2 separate regions of the Pelodiscus sinensis genome follow, and region 2 is linked to region 1. The links are chromatin contacts, called in public Hi-C maps. All regions are on one chromosome and are shown on one strand. The core of a region is the stretch at or near the end of the contact, and the rest is flanking DNA. Distances in the headings are between cores, read along the strand shown.

Region 1 (3,521 bases), core at 764-3,263:
CCAAGCCGGAAAAAAAGCGGCGGCCATGTTTATTTAAATCCCGCGGGGGATATTTAAATCCCCCGCGGATTTCCCTATTCTGAAGTTGGAAATTAACATGCCTCTTCCGGAGAAGGGGCCAATGTAGACGTAGCCATAATGTTTTTGCTGTGATACATGGAATTAACATGTGTTAACAATTAAGTAAGAGAAGACTGCCTCTTTAGGGAGAGATGGCTTGACAAATCCTTTTAGAGAGGCCGAATGGAAACGGGGGATGTGTCTGTGATTCCAGGTCAGCTAGCAGAACAGGGATAGTCCTGAGAAAAGCATGAGGCAGGCATACTTGCTACTATAAAAGCATACCCATGCCATGTGAGTATTGTCCGGAGCAGACCAAGGTAGAATGGGGGGCTCTAGGTCCCAATCCCCTTGCCTTCAAAATTAAATTTCCAAGCAGCCCTTTCAGGCAGTCTACAGCCACCCTGCTCGCTCTATGTTTCTGAGCACTCTTAGCAGCCACATGTCTGTATGTATGTATGGGCTGAGTCATCAATTGATGGATCTCATCTTCTATGACACCATTGGTGAGTGACTAAGCCTATCCTCGATCGGCAAATCCAATTACAGATGTCACATAAAAATCCAGCCTCTGTGGGGGAATGTCTACACTACCCTCCTAGTTCGAACTAGGAGGGTAATGTAGGCATACCGCACTTGCTAATGAAGCCCGGGATTTGAATTTCCCGGGCTTCATTAGCATAAGCGGGGAGCCGCCATTTTTAAATCCCCGCTGCTTCGAACCCCGTGTAGCGCGGCTACACGGGGCTCGAACTAGGTAGTTCGGACTAGGGTGCCTATTCCGAACTACCGTTACTCCTCGTGAAACGGGGTTCGAAGCAGCTGGGATTTAAAAATGGCGGCTCCCCGCTTATGCTAATGAAGCCCGGAAAATTCAAATCCCGGGCTTCATTAGCAAGTGCGGTATGCCTACATTACCCCGCTAGTTCGAACTAGCGGGATAGTGTAGACATACCCTGGGTGTTGTATGCTCTTTTCGGATCCTATGCTTTTCTTGTAATGTCTGAATACATTGACTTGTGACGCATTTGACAGCCTGTATGATAGTTTGCCACTAGAACAATCATAGCCCTGAGCTATGATTTCCAGATCACCGGGAGATATGCTACATGACTTCACGGTGGCCTTTAAGATATCTTTATAATGCTTACACTGATGAGCAATAGACCTCTTTCAATGAACAAGCTGGCTGTAGGTATCATCCATCTTTATAACATGATCAGTCCAGCAAAACTGTTCATAAGCATTGGTTCCAAGCCCATGACACTACACAGCTTCAGGACCTCCATGTTAGAACTTTTGTCCAACTGATTCACATGGACAACCTTCCTGAGGCAGCACATATATAACTGATTGAGTGTCAGTACATGACGGCAACATATGGTCCATGACTCCGAACCATATAGCAGGATAGTCAGGACAACTGCCTGATAAACTGTTACCTTCATGTGAAGTGTCACACCATGATCATTCCATAAGCGTTTGGTCAATTTTCCAAAGGCAGCACGGCCACAACAAAGGAGGCGTTGGGTATGGTCTCCCATTCACCCAACAGTGCTTGGTCCTGCCATAATGGCAGAGGACTGGACTCGATGACCTCCAGAGGTCCCTTCCAGTTTTAGTGTTCTACGATTCTAACAGGAGCCAGTATGACCAAGGGAGACTTCAGGACCCAGCATTCAAAGCTCTACCAGCTTCCCAGACTGCGGCTGGGGGACTACAACTCCAACCACGCGTCTATATTGGGAAGGCGTACTGAACGCGCAATGCACTATATTGGCCAGAATGACCATCCGTAGAGGACTACAACTCCCAGGAGGCAGTGCAGCATAGAGACCCATGGTGTTAGGCATATCAGGAGCCGATGCGTTCTGGGAGTTGTTGTTCCGGGCAGAATGGGGGGGGGGGTTATAGGCGAGCCCATTGGTCCATACGCGCATCCAGCACGCCCACGCCAGCCGGAACCTAAACCTTTAACCTTTCGTTCTACCGGGCGTAGTCGGCCGCACGTGGGCAGGTGGTTGGCCGGGTGTCTCGCGGCCATGGCGGCGCTGCGCGTGGAGGAGCTGCTTGCTCGCGCGGGGCAGGGCGAGGCGGCGTCGCCGCAGCAGCGCAGCGTGGCGGTGGAGAAGGAGCTGGAACCCGAGTTCGACCTGGGGAACCTGCTGGCGCTGGACCGGAACCCGCCGCCGTCGCTGCCGGGCGCCCAGCGCGAGAGCCGCCTGCGCGCGCTGGCCCGGGGCAACACGCAGCTGCTGGTGGCCCAGCTGTGGGCGCTGCCGGCCGAGCGCGCCGAGGGGGCGACGGGGCCGCTGGTGGCGCAGCTGCCCGAGCCCTCCTACCGCCTGCCCCGGGAGAAGCCCGTGCCGCGGCCGCGGCCGCCCACCCGCTGGGAGCAGTTCGCCCGGCTGAAGGGCATCCGGCGGCGGAAGCGCACGTCGCTGGTGTGGGACGAGGCGGCCAAGCAGTGGCGGCGGCGCTGGGGCTACGGGCGGGCCGGCGGGGACCCCGCTCGGGACTGGCTCATCGAGGTGCCTGCCGGCGGCGACCCCAACGAGGACCAGTTCGCCAAGCGGCTCCGCGACAAGCGCGAGCGGGTGGCGCGCAACGAGCTCAACCGCCTCCGCAACATCGCCCGGGGCGCCCTGCCCGGCCGCGGCCTCCACCCCACCGGCCACCAAAGCCGCGACGAGCTGGGCCGCGCCGCGCAGGTGGCCCGCGTCTCCACCGCCTCCCTAGGCCGCTTCCAGCCCCGGCTCCCCAAGGAGCCCGCCGCGCCCCCAGCCCGGGGCGGCAAGAAGCGGCACTTCGAGCCGCTGCTTGGCGACCTGGCGGCCGAGAGGAGCCGGCAGCTGGAGCTGCTGCGGGGCCTGGGCAGCAAGAAGGCGCCGCTCGACCTGACCCGCGCCGTCAACAAGCAGCTGCGCGAGGAGGACGCCGCGGCGGCGGCGGCGAACAGGGGCAAGAAGCGCGGGCAGCGGGGCAAGCGGGGCCGGCAGCGCCCGGGAGGCGGCAAGGGGCCGGCGGGCAAGGGCAGGAAAGCCGGGCCCCGACGGCAGCAGCAGCAGCGCCCGGCAGGGAGAAAGAGGAACTGAGTCCCTATGGCACCTGGAGACTGACCTCGGAGGCTCCTGGGTGCTGCCTCAGCCTGTGGGGGACACAGCTATGCGGGAGCTCCCTGGTGAGCTGGCGGGACACTGAGCTGCAGCGCAAACTAGCTGCTAAGGACCGGAGACCTGTGGTGGGTTAGGGATGCGCCAGGCTTGGGGTAGCCTTTCCCGTCCATTATTTATCAATAAAATGTGTCTTTGTGTAGCTGTTTGCTCCTCAGTGACCAGGATTGTGCATCAAAGGCATGAGGGAGAGGTGGGACTGGGATATAGTCCCTAATGACCTCCAACCATTGAGCTACCTGTTGTGGCCCCTAAGGATTGGGCTCAGAGAATAAACCACCATCCAGC
Region 2 (3,521 bases), core at 627-3,126, 500 kb before region 1:
TTTACAAATCCTATTTACGTGTTTTGTTTACTTCTGCACTTCTCATACCTTGTACAATGAAGTTTCAAATTTGAAACTGACAAGAAACAATCAGGTCCTTCTCAGCTACAACCATTACAGAGGGATGTTAATTTTTAAACAACAGTTTGCATTTTGTTCTATTTTGGAAACATTTGTATTTTTTAGGTTTTAGAAAAGCTTGTTTTATCAGTATTAAAACTTTAAGCTAAATTTAAATTGACTTTTTAATCCAGTGTTAGCATGTTTCAAATCTTGGAAAGCTGAACACCTCTCCTCTTTTGAGAAAATGAAACCAATTATGTACTTTTGTAGGTGGTCATAATACTTTTATCTTTTTTACATGCTTTCTTGAGACATTAAATTAACAATATTGACATATAAAGTGTCACTGGCATCACCCTAAGTTAATACCCATTGAAAAGAATATGGCAGTCCACACCTCAGGACTTAAGGTGTTCTGCAATATCATATAGATATTTCTTCAATATCCACTTGACATTTTGAAAAAATTCCTTGCAACCCTGATAGTGACTATTCTTTTTAATAAAAGTTGGGATGCTGGACTAGAAAGGGATAGGTGTCTGTACCTCCTTCACTAGTCCTTCTCACTTTCTTCTGCCTCTGTCTCGGTAAGTATTACACTTTGAAAAACATTACTTTATTCATAGCTCAGTATGTTGAATTTAAGAATTCTAGCAATACTATTAAACTGCATTTTTTGTCTGAAGAGTGATGTTTGAACAGGGTAATTTACTAAATAACCAATGAAAGATGAGAGTAGGATAATTTGAAATGACAAATAGGGATGCATTTTTCAATTCAATTCAACTAAAATGGACAAAGAGAGTTGTCAGGGTTTCAGGATGAACTGTAGCTTTGATTCTCCTCCCCCCATCTTCCTCCAGAATACCTACTTAAGGTTTCAGGCTCCATCCAGCTATCATTTATCTCAGGAAAAGACCCACATCTCTCCCCTTTGGTCTGGGGCTTTAGGCTGGCAGTGCTCTACATCTTACTATGATTTCTGAAGCAGTTCTGACCAAGTTCCAGCACCTGTACTTAATCTTTTCTCAGGGGCTTCAACAATGTACACCAGTTACCAGCCAGCCTTTACAAAGCACTTACAGTCAAATCAATTTTGAGAAAACAAAAAAATCAGTAAACTGATTTAAACAAACTAAATATACCAGGAGTTATTAGCCTTATGGGGGCACAGAAGGCCACAATCTTTCCAATCCTTCCCCTGTTCCCCAAGAGTTGCTCCCCTCCCTTGGAAATAATATTTCTTAGAGGAGCTGTCACTCTCCTGCCCTCCAGTTACATAAGAACAAAAACATAAGAACGGCCATACTGGATCAGATCAAAGGTCCATCTAGCTCAGTATCCTGTCGGCCAACAGTGGCCAATATCAGATGCCCCACAGGAAAGGAACACAACAGGTAATCCTCATGTGATCCCTCTCCTGTCGTCCATTTTCCAGACAGAGGCTAGGGACACCATTCCTACCCATCCTGGCTAATAATCTATCTAGGTCTGTTGTCATTACATCATAATAACACAAGAGAGATACTTTGATGGACTTAAACAATTCTCTGATTTTTTAAACAATAAGTATCCTTCTGCCACACTGGAAACCCAAACACAGCAGCACCCAGCGCTGGAGGAGACCCAACGGCATCCCCATCCAGCGGAGGCACAGATCTCACGGGTAGACCCAGGCTGACGTACGCGGCAAGACCCGTGTGTCCGCGGGGAGCTCTGTGCCACCCTCTCTCGGGGTTTGGTTTGCCCCGGCCGCCCGCACCGGACCAGCATGTCAGCAGCCTGGACGATTTCCAATAGGGCCCGCGCGCACGCTGAACGGCCAATCAGGGCTTGCCGGGCCGCGCAGGCGACATCATCACGGGATTGGCCGTTGGCAGGCGCCCTTCAATCACTGGCGCGAACGGGGCGGGGCAGACCCGAGCTGGGCTGCTGCCGGTTAGGCCGCGGCGCTCCGTCCCACTAGTGTGTGGCAGGCTAGGTCCCGCCTCTCTCAGGCGCAGTGCTGATTGGGCAGTACCGGGCCTGTGCGGCTCGGGATTGGCTGTGCGGAGAGGGCGGAGCCTTGAGTCACTGCCCCTGAGGAGCCGGAGACCGGCGAGTGAGCGCTGAGGCCTTGGCTAGGTAGGGGGTGAGTCTGTGCTGGGCGTGGCCAGGTGTCCGCCCGGGGATCTGCTGGGGCCGGTGTGTCTCTCTCCCGGGAGCCTGATGGGCTGAGGCGCGGCGCCGGGAAGCCCCCGCGGAAGATCAGAGCCCGGTGCGGCCGGGTGAGGCGCAAGGGCGGGCAGCTGGGTTCCGAGCTCAGCCTGGTGCCGACCCGCTCCCCTCCCCGCTGTTTCTCCCCTTTCGCCGGGCTCCGCAGCCCGTGTCCTGCCCCCTCCCACGGTCCTTGGCCTGCCGGGGTCCGAGCGGGCTTCCGCCCCCAGCCCCTGGGCGAGCGGCTCCTTCAGGTCTGGCGTCCCCGGGGGAGAGTAAACTCGGAGTTAACGGGGCCTCCACTTCCGTGGCCGAGCGCATTGCCTGGGTGACGGGCGTTCACACGGGACCCTGCCCTTGCCAGTTATTGCTGGTTTCTGCCCGCCGATTGAGACCTTGTGTGAGCCTGGCGGTGTTAGTAACAGCCACGTGCAGCCTCGGGCTGCGCTCTGAAGCCTGCCTCATGTTTGCCTTTCTGATCAGCTGGTCGAGACGACAGAGTAAATATTAACTTCATATGCGGGTCTGTAGAGCCGCTGCTTCAATCATGAAATTGTTGCTCCAGCCAGCCTTAGGATGGATGGTGACCATAGGCGTGATCGGGGATGAATAACGTTTAGTACCGGCATATACGCCAGTTGACTTGTTGAATTCCTGTTGCTTCTTCGCTTACTAGTCTTGCAGCTCTTTTCCTACCCACTTCGCTGATCTCCTGAGCATTGATAGAGAGCCTCTGTGTCACTGTGCAGGTAGAGGTGGGTGCTGTGATCACTTCCAAAGAAGCCTTGCAATCTAAATCAGGTGCAAGTAGGAGATTGTAGGAACAATGAAAGAGTCTATAAGGTGCCACAGGACAACAGATTCATTGGAGCATAAGCTTTTGTGGGCAAAGACCTGCTTCATCAGATGCAAGAGATTGTAGGTAACTTCATATTTAAAACAAAATAACCTTGAGTTAATATCCATGGTTTCTAACGAGTATTTTGAATGAAGGAAGGGAGATAAGAAGAGCTCCAAAGTAGGATGTTGCAGGCTCTGTAATTTTTCCTGTTTGAGAACATCTGGTACCTTGTATGCATATGGCAATGTTGTATTTCCTTTTGGTATAAGTAGGGATGATGCATGATTAGGGATGTAAAAAGCTGTTTGTTTAACTGGTTAAAGGGGGGACAGTTGGTTGGAGGGAGGACTGCTCCAGCCTCATTTCCCTCACTTGCTGAGGCTGGGCTGAAATAACCCCTGCATCCCCCCACCCCACACTC

The links. A called contact is a pair of places that touch in the nucleus more often than the background predicts.
Region 2: a contact with region 1 is called in a Hi-C map of blood, with 7 times the contacts expected there. The contact joins the promoter of ARMC1 here to the promoter of RRS1 in region 1. A contact is called at or near these places in 2 of 5 Hi-C or Micro-C datasets (blood and an unstated tissue).

What each region holds. Positions count from the first base shown.
Region 1 is chr2:58,342,724-58,346,244 of ASM4963464v1, reverse strand. It overlaps RRS1 (regulator of ribosome synthesis 1), which reads left to right and starts at 2,013. Exons shown (of 1, transcript XM_075920609.1): 1 at 2,013-3,375. The coding sequence starts at 2,103. The coding sequence ends at 3,155.
Region 2 is chr2:58,844,170-58,847,690 of ASM4963464v1, reverse strand. It overlaps ARMC1 (armadillo repeat containing 1), which reads right to left and starts at 1,876. Exons shown (of 7, transcript XM_075920615.1): 1 at 1,750-1,876. It overlaps MTFR1 (mitochondrial fission regulator 1), which reads left to right and starts at 2,030. Exons shown (of 8, transcript XM_075920612.1): 1 at 2,030-2,187.